Regions from separate parts of the Hordeum vulgare genome. Here region 1 is linked to region 2. Evidence: chromatin contacts called from public Hi-C data. All regions are on one chromosome and are shown on one strand. The core of a region is the stretch at or near the end of the contact, and the rest is flanking DNA. Distances in the headings are between cores, read along the strand shown. Region 1 holds the start of LOC123447954 (dystrophia myotonica WD repeat-containing protein-like). Region 2 holds the start of LOC123447953 (cleavage stimulating factor 64).

Evidence for each region. Hi-C and Micro-C count contacts between places; a contact is called where the count stands out from the background.
Region 1: a contact with region 2 is called in a Hi-C map of leaf, with 2.8 times the contacts expected there. The contact joins the promoter of LOC123447954 here to the promoter of LOC123447953 in region 2. A contact is called at or near these places in 3 of 6 Hi-C or Micro-C datasets (leaf and seedling).

What each region holds. Positions count from the first base shown.
Region 1 is chr4H:84,936,723-84,942,148 of MorexV3_pseudomolecules_assembly, forward strand. It overlaps LOC123447954 (dystrophia myotonica WD repeat-containing protein-like), which reads right to left and starts at 2,732. Exons shown (of 10, transcript XM_045124696.1): 1 at 2,302-2,732; 2 at 1,578-1,892; 3 at 1,382-1,490; 4 at 1,201-1,300; 5 at 445-532; 6 at 276-359. The coding sequence starts at 2,469.
Region 2 is chr4H:84,656,143-84,661,705 of MorexV3_pseudomolecules_assembly, forward strand. It overlaps LOC123447953 (cleavage stimulating factor 64), which reads right to left and starts at 1,993. Exons shown (of 10, transcript XM_045124695.1): 1 at 1,820-1,993; 2 at 1,186-1,264; 3 at 812-986. The coding sequence starts at 1,862.

The DNA of each region.
Region 1 (5,426 bases), core at 1,482-3,981, 280 kb after region 2:
GAACTCAAGAATGATTATAGAACTGATGTTACAAGCATACACATCATGGATATTGAACCCAACAAATTATTGTGTTAGTAGTCCAGCCACTGCATGTAAGGCATCAGTTTTCACGGATGCGCAGGTAGTAATTATTCCCTTCGAAAAGTTTCCAGACCAAGCACCTCTCTATTAACAAATGTTTAACCATGACAGCATAAATAACCATGCCTGTACATTTTTGTAGTAAAGAAAAAAAAATCAAATGCCATAAAAAATCAAGTGTCCCAAGATACCTTACTGGACTTTGCGTGTGAAATCGCCAGCTGATTTTGATCCTTTACAGTTGGAAATGCCCAGTCAGCATTTCCATCCTTTGACTGAACATAGAACATAACTAGTTCAAATTTGGCATAATGGAGTATGATTACTTTGTAACAAAACTCGATGACAGTAGGCACTCACTTTGTCATACACATACAGATTCCCATCAGCATTGCTGACAACAAAAATGCCTTCACGCTCTGGAACCCATGCAACACAAGTACACCGGCTGCAATAACGGCATCTAGTAAAGTCAAAGTTGAACTGATTGCAAATAGTCATTTTTTTCAAACAGTATTTACATGTATATACATAGTCCCACAACCTATATGTAAATATTCACTTTACATGCTGACTAGGCAAGGGATGTATATCAACTCTGCTCTTCGTGCCAGCCCCCCACCCCCGCCACATGCATAAGATGCTTACACTAAACGATCCTCGCAGACTCCATAGAGCGAGGAACAGGACAACTATTGGACCCACCATGGTAGGATGGCATTAAGGGCTATTCAAAACAAGGGAATGTCGACATCTCTCACATGTCAATTTGAATCAGGCAGCATGAGAAGTCATACAAAGCACGATACCGGCACAAAGCAAAACAAATGTTGCCACTATCTACTGAGCTCCATCAAAATGAGGTGCTCAAATGAAGTTTCCAACCCTAGTCCTTACCCATTAATAATAGCAGAAGTTCCCTATAAGTTACAACTTCTAATAATGCACAAAAAGGAAACTCTGAGTCAGACCATCTTCCATATAATTATCCTAAGACAGTAGTGTGCTCAGGATGTGGCATAAAACAAAAATATGAAGAAAAATAATTGTTACTTGTAATGTAATTCTCATACAAATTTATCACTTTCGTTATTATTTTAAAGGAAGCAAACATGCCTGTTGGCAGTTCCATCTTTGTCTTTATTGATAAAATGTTGAGACGCAACAGGCTTCTTTCCAGGATCTTGCAACTGTTGCCTCAATGACATCGAATAGACTGCACAATGGACACATATAACTCGTCTCGGTCTCAGAGTTCAATTCTAAGGATAAAGGATTCCAAGAAGAAAGCACTGACCATCTCCTGACCATACTCCAACAATCAGGTCATGCCCATCTTTGGCCTCCGAGTCAAATGCATGACAAAGCGGGTTTGAGTTGCTGAAGTGGATGGACTTTACTGGATCCTGGTGCAATTAACAACTTGATCAGACAAACACAAGGCTGCATATCTGTAGGTAACTTCGTCATGCATTGGACAAGGGAACTAATACTTTGTCATGTGAGTTGAGATCACTAATGAACAGTGTATCTGCGGTATTGAAGATGATGTATGTTCCCTTGCCATCATAATTCACCACAGCTTGAGATCCACCAATGCCCGTTGACATACCAACGCCGCCACCCACACGGCTGCTCCCTGAAACAGCCCTACTGACACCGTTGCTGCCTGCAAAGCTAAGTGTCCGGCTCCCATTCCCAGTACCAAGCAGTCTCGCAGCTGCAGATCGCATGCCACTGCTGGAACTTGGTGTTGAAGGTGTAGAGCCCTGCCCCACTGGTTTCTCCTTCAAATATGCCACCGTCATCTGCCATCGTCAAAAGTAATTGATGTAATCTTAACTTTTCATAATACAGGAATATACATCGCAATGAAGTCGATCATCACGAAGCAAGCAAATAACTAAAACAATCGCTTATGCAAAAAGAATCCCAAACAAGAAACCCATCTAAATTCATCAGTCCGCAAGGTTCCATAAATGCCACGATCCAAAACTTACCCGAAACCCTAACTAAAACCAAACAAAACCCAACCAGATACGCGAAAAAAGACACGTCTAAATCCGGCACCTGATCAAGTCAACACCCAACGCCACAGCTCAATTCCCCATCCCATCCGAGCGACCCATCGAGATCCCAATCGCCGTCCCAACCCGCGCGCTAACCGCAAACCCCGGGGCGTGATCACCGGTACCGCGGAGTCGCCGCCCTCCATACCTCGGAAACAGTCTTTCCACCAGCGCCGTGGTTGTAGTGCAGCACGGAGGGGGAGTGGGTCTTCTCGTACTGCAGCTTATGCCGGCCCTCGGGAGTCTTGAAGTAAGTCTTCAGTCCAGGAGCGCCCCCGGCGGCACCGCCCCCGCCAGCCGACGACGACGTCGCCATACCCACAGGCCGGGCACCAGCTACACCGCTGGCGGGTCAAGGGAAGCCCCCACCTCCGCGATCGCCTCCGAAATGCTTACGACCGCGCAGCCATCTCACGCCTCCGCCGCCGTTCAAGGAGGCGAGTGAGGGTTAGGGTTTTGGGGGTGGTCAGATTGGGATCGACGCGACGGGGAGGTGGTTTGATTTGGGATGAGGGAGGATGGTGGGAGACTGGAGAAACAGAGACCTGGTGCTGGTGGTAGGAGGAGGAACGGAAATATGACTCACCTTTTTCTTTGGGAAACTTTTATACACTGCGCGACGCACCGCGTTCGTTCGATCTGGACACAACCATTTTACAAAATTGCTACATTCTTCATTTAATTTGTTGCAACCAACAGTATAAAAAGATTTAACGGGCGACAACGAAATACAAAAAGTTGTAATCGTTGACACAAAAGCTTCAACCATATGTTTGAAAAGCTTCAACCACAGACCAACGAGGAAAGCCTGTCATTTTTGCTACAACCAGCAAAAAGCTTCAAACGACATGGAAAAAGCTTCAACCGTTGTGGAAAAAGCTTCAAGCGACACGGATTTTTTTTCAAAAAAAGTGAAAAAAAGCTTCAAACCGGCGGCGTTGACGGCGACGAGCGGCGAGCGACAGGGGGGAAGGATGAGGGTGCTGTTACGAGCGGCGACGAGCTCCAGCGAGCGGCTCTGACGAGCGCGCCGACGAGCAGCTCCGGCGAGTGGCTCCGACGAGCGTGCTGGCGAGCGCGCCGACGAGCGGCTCCGGCGAACGGCGGCTCCGACGAGCACGGGGTGTGTTGTGCTGCTTCGAGCTGAGTCGCCTCACGGAAGATTACGGCCGGGGTCAATGGCGCTCGTGACACTGCAATTTTCCAGAGGAAGACGATGCAAGAAATTGAGAAGAGACAAACAGATCTGACGGCTAGCAGTTGTTGCATCGTAGGGTCACGCGTTGACCGAAGGGGGCGCTCGCGCCGGTGCGCCTACGCAGAACGGTGCCCTTTTTCTTTTACTTTGTTCACTCCTCCGAATAAGTCATTTCGGTGCTAAGGACTATGGATCCATTTGCAACTCTAGGAACTACTAGGACCCCCACCCCCACCCTAACTTACTGTGAAATTACCCACAGTAATATTTCTATGATTTTTGATTTATGAACATGAATCTACAAATTACTAATGTGAATCTAAAACTAAAAATACATATGATGATTGTATAATTATTAAAAAATGAGTAGACAGGTTGACGTGAGTCAATAGATCTTTTGGATGGTTGTGGTGGTGGGGAGGAGAAGTTGCTAGCCTCGATTGCTTCACACCGTTTGACCAAACATCTCTCGCACTAGGGCGGCGTCATCAGCCTTAGAGCACCGCAAGGGGAACTTGCAGCATATGCGTCACGCTTGCACGCCGACGAGCTGTCTCACGACATCCTCATGGCCGACCTCGCAACACTTGCCAATCAACTTCATAGCGGCAATGGAGCTCTGAAGCAAGCAACATCTCTAGCAGATATTGCAACACTAATGGACGGGCTTTTGGAGTGCACACGGTGAGGATAGTCTTGCAACACGAGCACTTAGTCTGCAGGGGCGGCAATCGACCTTTGCAACACTGACAACAAACGGTACCAAAAACCACGAGTACGCTCGGTAGGGTGGAGAACGTGACCGGAATACAGAAGCACTAAAGGAGTTTGCACATGAGGAGTTTACCCAGGTTGAGGCCTCCATGGTTGAGATAATACTCTACCCCTACTTTGTTTTAATTGATGATGGAAAACGCCTCACATGAGGGGGTAACATGTATGAGATGGTTGTAGCTACCGAGACGATGACTATGACGTTGATGTCTTGAACTATCTATGGCCTCCCATTATAAGGGGGGAGGACCAAGGTTACAAGAGTTCTAACCAATGTAGGGTACTCCTTGGCAAAGGGGTCCTTGGCTTGCCCACCAAGACACTGGATTTTCCTTGAAGGACTCACTCCATAGGTTGGAGAACGTTTGAACCATCATAGCCCGAACTATGCTTGACCTCGCCTTACAAAGCAAGGATGAGACCTAGGGTTACAAGTGTTCTGCTCAACCTAGATTACTCCTTGGTGAATGGGTCCTTGGCTTGTTCGCCAAGACACTGCACTTTCCTTGAAGGGCTCCCTTCATAGGTCGGAGAACATCAGAATCATCGTCGCCGGCTAGCCCCTATGGCCATCCCAGCATCCGACTTGTCATACGTTGGTCCACCTCCGATGTAGCACACCGTCATTAGACCCCGAACTCGTTTGGATTGTCGACATGCTAATAGTTTACCTCGAGGAGCAAAATCATGTCAGGCTCCTCATTACTCTTGGTTAGTTGCAGCACCTGTCGGTCCCTCTTTCAATTATGCAGATGGTCGGGCGTCCTGTAACGCCCCAGATGCGATCCTATCCTTATTTTGGCACGAGGGTCTCGACAGGGATAGAAGCGTGTCTCGTCATTTCGCAAGAATGAATATCGTTACAAGTACATGTACTGAAAAGATGAGTATATGGAATTGGCTTACACTCGCCACAAGCTACATCAGAGTCACATCAATACAACAACATAAACAGTTATCATGAAGAAGAGCAGGGTCCGACTACGGACGAAAATAAACGATAAAAGAACAACGTCCATCCTTGCTATCCCAGGCTGCCTACTTGGAACCCATCCTAGATCGAAGAAGAAGAGGAAGAAGAGGAAACTCCAAATGAACAATCACCGCGCTGATGTCTTAATGTCACTTTACTTGTACCTTCAACTGGTGTTGTAGTAATCTGTGAGCCACAGGGACTCAAGAATCTCATCTCCAATGGTATCAAGACTAGCAAAGCTTAATGGATGAGGTATAGTTGAGTGGTGAGGTTGCAGCAAGCGACTAAGCATTTATTTGAGGTGGCTAACTTACGAGTACAAGAA
Region 2 (5,563 bases), core at 743-3,242:
GGACCTTGTCATGCAATACTATTTCACTATGATCTCCAGAAAATCTAGCATAGAAATTGTGTCCCAATCAACTGCATCCAGTTGTCAAACTTTGATAACACATTATTTTCTTGTGGACGCATTCTGACAACTTGGCAACAAAAATCAGCACATACATATCAGCATCAGTCACTGGTGTGGGGATAGATAGAAAGTCTGCTGGCAGCAGCTAAGGACATAGCAATTATTTTGAGAGAAGGAAGGTAATAATGTAATGGTAAGCCAAAAGAGGAAGTCAACTGTATATATCATTTCAGAGATAATTTACTAATAATTCCAACACCATTGCTTGAGCATAGCACAAAGGATGCAACTATAAATGCATTGACCACATATACATCCTCTACAAGATAATTCTTCTTTTCTATTTGCAGAGAACCTCACGCGTTCAGTACAATTCTGGAGATCTTTGAAACCATGACGTTGCTTTTCTTACTCCGGTAACTTTGGTACGTTACTTTCGTAAAAGGCGGCAAAATCAAGACATTAGAGATAATTTTGGAACCACGATACCAAAGAAGATTCGCAATACCAGAATGATAATTCCACAAGGTAATTTGGCAGAATAGCAGGTGTGCATATGTACAGACAGGAATCTGTACATACATACACATGCTGTGCAAGAAAGTGAAACAGGAGACACATGGTAGTTGGAGAAAAGACTAGTATTATAATTCATGGGAACCAAAACCATACAAGCTTTCATCTTAACACGGGACTTGCTGGGTGAGAAATAAGGTTCTTCTACAGTAATAAATTGAGGATCTTCCACCTTTTCTCTATTTTTGTCAGTGTTCCTCCCATTTTCAGCAAAATCAACACGTAACTGACGACCATTAACTTCATAACCCTGAAGGTTCCGACGTGCACTTAGAGCTGTCTCTTCATCCTTGTATTCACAAAATCCATAACCTTTCGGCTTTCCGGTTTCCTTATCAACAACCAGTCTGCAAGCAATTTTGAGCAGTCAGTATCCAGCAGTCACAGCTCAACAGCGTCATCAGCTTCATCGAACCCTAAAAAGGCTATAAGGGATAGAAATAACTCAAAAAAGCTGATTAATCCAATAATTGAACAAACATGACTATCTGCACAACATGGTCAAATTAGAAAACTACTGATAGGGTTTGCACGGTTCAACTAAACCTGAAGGAGACCACGGGCCCGACTTCCTCGCATATCTGCACGAGCTGCTCCTCCGTCGCGTCATACGGTATATTCCCAACTGCAAACAAATTCCACAGCCAACACACGCGTCAATCAAACTCAAGAACCTACTCATACCGCAGCAACTGAATCAACACAAAATGTGTGGCAATTATCAGTGTCACACACGTTGGATACAGAACAAGCCAACTAACGAACACCTTCGTTTGGGGGGAAACAACGCCAAAGGCGTGACGAACATGAAGGGATAAAAAAAAGAGGCAAACCCTAGACAGTACGAAAACTAAAAATGAAATGGAATTAGACTCCAAATCTAGCGGCGGGAGAAGCTAAACGCGCTCCGTGCCACCAAAAAACCGCACCGGCCACCGACACACGAAGGGAAATCCACGGGGAATCGACGGAGGATGCAGCAGCGATTGGGGCCCAAATGGAGCTCTACTCGCGTAGCCAATTGGGGCTAGGCCACTCCCACCCGAATCGCGGCGAAAGATCCCAGCCCGCGGATCGAATTGGAGGAGGAAGAGACACGCACGCAGGCACATAGCACGCGGAGACACCGGGAGGGGCAGGGAGGGGGCCGTGAGAGAGAAGAGCGGCGAACGGGGATTACCGAAGACGCAGCGGTTCTGGGGGCCCGCGGGGGCGGCCGCCATGCTCAGCTGAGGTCGCCGGCGGCGGCGCGGGGCGGCATCGGCGGCTGGGTAGGGACCGGAGGCGGAGGTGCGCTGCTGCTGTTTGCGGCTTGCCTCGCTATTTCCAGCGAGTCTGGTCTGGTCTGGATACGTTTCCGCGGTCTCGCTGCCCAGGTGTTTGTTTATAATGATGTTAGTTTCCGTTTCCGTTTCCGTTTCCGTTTCCGTTTGAGTGATCACTTCATCAGAGTTGTAGTAGGAGCTCCTGGATGCTCCACACCCCTAGACGAATATTAATTTCAGAAAATAACAGAAAATTAAAAAAAAAACTGGATTTGGGATATCAAATCTGGATGACCAACCTACTGATGTGTGATGTTTTGTACTTCCTCTGTAAATTAGTATAAGAGTGTTTAGATAACTAAAATATGAATCTAAACACTCTTATATTAATTTACATTTTAATTTACGAAGGAAGTAACAAATACGAAAAGATGTATCCATAGCGAAGAAAATTTGGTCTGAACTATGACCCATCCAAACAGTTTTTTTCTCCTATACATAGGATTTTTTGTCTTTTTTATTAAGGATACATTTCCTGGTATTTTTTCGCAAAACTCCACACGGGAGCAAAGGCCAATTCTTTCTGTCAATTCTAGAGAATCATGGTCCTGGAAATCAAATTCGCAAAAGAACTCATTTTTTTCTTAAAAATCATCAGAAGCAATAGTATATTTGAGAATCATTATATATGGATTCTGGCGATTGTGGACTACTCTTCAAAAGAAAACGATTTCGTTCTCTCATGATACCCCTCGACTTGTTATTCATGGGTAAAATGTCACTGGCTTTCTCTCTCAGACCCGAGTCGTTTCTTCTCTCCTTTCTTGTTTCTCTTTTCGACGGGTCAAGTCGCTCAATCCCTCGAGACTAGGGTTCATGTCGTCGACGGTTGTCCCCGGCCCCGTCATGTCCCCTCTGTTAGTGCTTAGCCCCGTCCTGTGTGCTGACGCTTCATCCTTTCTGAAAGGACGTGGATGTCGCCTAGAGGGAGGGTGAATATGCGCTTTAAAATAATTACGGTTTAGGCTTGAACAAATGCGAAATAAAACTAGTGTTTAATTAGTCAAGCACAAAATCTAAAACAACTAGGCTCACATATGGGCACCAAAAACTTATGCTAATCAAGATAAATAAATAAGTGATAACAAGATATATAACATGAAACAATATGGCTATCACAAAGTAAAGTGTATAAGTAAAGGACTCGGGTAAGAGATAACTGAGGCACGCGAAGGCAATAATGTATCCGAAAGTTCACACCCTTGCGGACGCTAATCTTCTTTGGAACGGTGTGAAGGCACAATACTCCCCAAGAAGCCACTAGGGCCACCGTAATCTCCTCACACCCTCGCACAGTGTAAGATGTCGTCATTCCACTAAGGGGCCCTTGAGGGCAGTCATCGAACCCGTACAAACAAGGTTGGGGCAATCTCTACAACTAAATTGGAGGGTCCCAACAACAACGCCAAGCTTCACCGCAATGGATTGTGGCTCCGAGGTGACCTCAATTGCTCGGGGCAATCTTCACAACCTAATTGGAGACCCTAGCGCTTGCTAAGAGATTTACACCATAATTATTGAGCTCTGAGGCACCACCAACCATCTAGGGTGCCAAAGCACCCAAGAGGCACAAGCTCTAGGGTGCCCAAACACCCAAGAGTAATAAGCTTCTTAAAACTCACTTCGCGTATCACCGTGAAGAACTCAAACTGATGCAACTAATGCAATGGCCAGAACACACGAAGTGGTCAAGTTGCTCACACTCAAATCCTACCAGAACAAGAAAATCTATGGAGGAATATGAGATGAAGAACAAGGAGCTCACAAAGAACTCCAAGATCTAGATCCAAGGGGTTCCCTTCACATAGAGGAGAAAAGTGATTGGCGGAAATGTAGATCTAGATCTCCTCTCTCTTCTCCCTCAGGAATTAGCAAGAATCATTGTAGGTATCGAGAGATAGTAAGCTCGAAGAAAGTCAACAATGGGGGCCAAATCCGAACTCAAAGGATAAGGTTCATTAGGGAAGAAGAACCCCTTTTATAGGGCTAGCTTTTTTAAAATATTGTTTTTTATTTAATTTTAAAAATAATACACCATTTTGAAATTTTTTTCAAAAATAACACTGCCTCTGCCGCATTGAAGCCGATTTGCTTCACTCGGCCTTGCCGTGGCCGATGGGATCTTGTCGACTTTGTTGCGGCTGGCCATTGGCTCGGCGACATCGTGCACAGCCACTCGGCCTAGATGGGAGGCACTCGGCCTTGGCGCAGCCGACGGGAGGCTGCTTGGCCTCAACCACCCCCCCCCCCTTTTTCCTCCTCCTTGTCTTCTTTCTTTCTCTCCTTCTCCTCTTTCCTTCTCTCCCCACCCGAAAACTCTCTCATTTGTAGACTAAATTGAGCCGTGTTTTTTCCTCATTTTCCACCATAGTTGGACTATAGAGGGTTATGGGAGTCAAGGCATCCGTCGGTCTCGCGATGGGGTAGTTCGTGGTGGTGGTGTTGAACATTTTTGTGGTGGTGGTGGTGGAGGTTGAGGTGGAGGTGGTGGTGGTGGAGTTGTAGGTGGAGGTGGTGGTTGTGGTGGAGTTGGAGGTGGAGGTGGTGGTCGTGGTGGTCGTGGTGGAGGTTGTTGCGTTCGTTGTTTTTTCTTGGTGTTTGTCGTTCGTCGTTCACCGTTTCTTCGCACGCTTCAAGGGTAAAATTCAACATTCATTCTCGTGGCTTTGTGTAATATATTTAGGTCTGTGAACTATTGAGTTTAAATATTTTTGGTGCTCCTGTAGATTCGGATATATTTAGGTATGTGAATTAAGGTGTTTGAATATTTTTAGGTGCTCCGGTAGCTTTGGGAAATATATTTAGGTCTTCGAATTTTTAGTTGATTCGAAAATAATTTAGGTTTGTCCTTCTTCTAAAAAATTTCAATGTTGAATAATTTTTTAGGTCAGCAGAGATGTGTGATTTAGTGAAGTTAGGTTTTCCCTACGGTCCTGGCACTGTTCAAACAAATGAGATGGGAACTGATCTGAGTGAATTTTAGTACATTGAGGTGCCAGTGACTTCCCGTGAAACATGGTCGGTTAGTCAGTTGATAGAATGGTTGGTCGGATTTTTGGGGTTTAATATTGAAACACACACACTATCGGTGTTCATGCATTATGGACCCGGTCCAGTTCAAATATTTACTTTTATTTGAAGCATATAGAGCGGGATGACCAGTGGGTGCACTGGTTAAAAGCTTGCGAGCATAGGGGATGTAATCGTGTCATCTTACTGCTCCCCGTGCTGAAGGCGGTTAGTGCACGTAAAGACAAATGTAGTTACGATTATGGCCAGAGCAGTGAAGGGATGCATGATTCCACAGCCAAATTATGCGTCCCACGCTGGAGATGATGTTTACGAAGCAGGACAGAGCAGTCGGGCAGAAGGAGGAAATGCAGATGATTTATGTCAGTGGCAAGGCGGACGCTGACGAGATAGATGGGCACATGCAAAACCAGATGCAGGAAGAAGATAAAGAAGGTGATATTGCCGATGATTCCGCCGAGTTACACAAAGAAGAGAACGCCCATGAAGCGCATATTCCTGCATCATGGAATCAGGACTTCTCATCTGCAATGATCGTGAACGATGGTCATGATTCTGCCTGGCAGTAT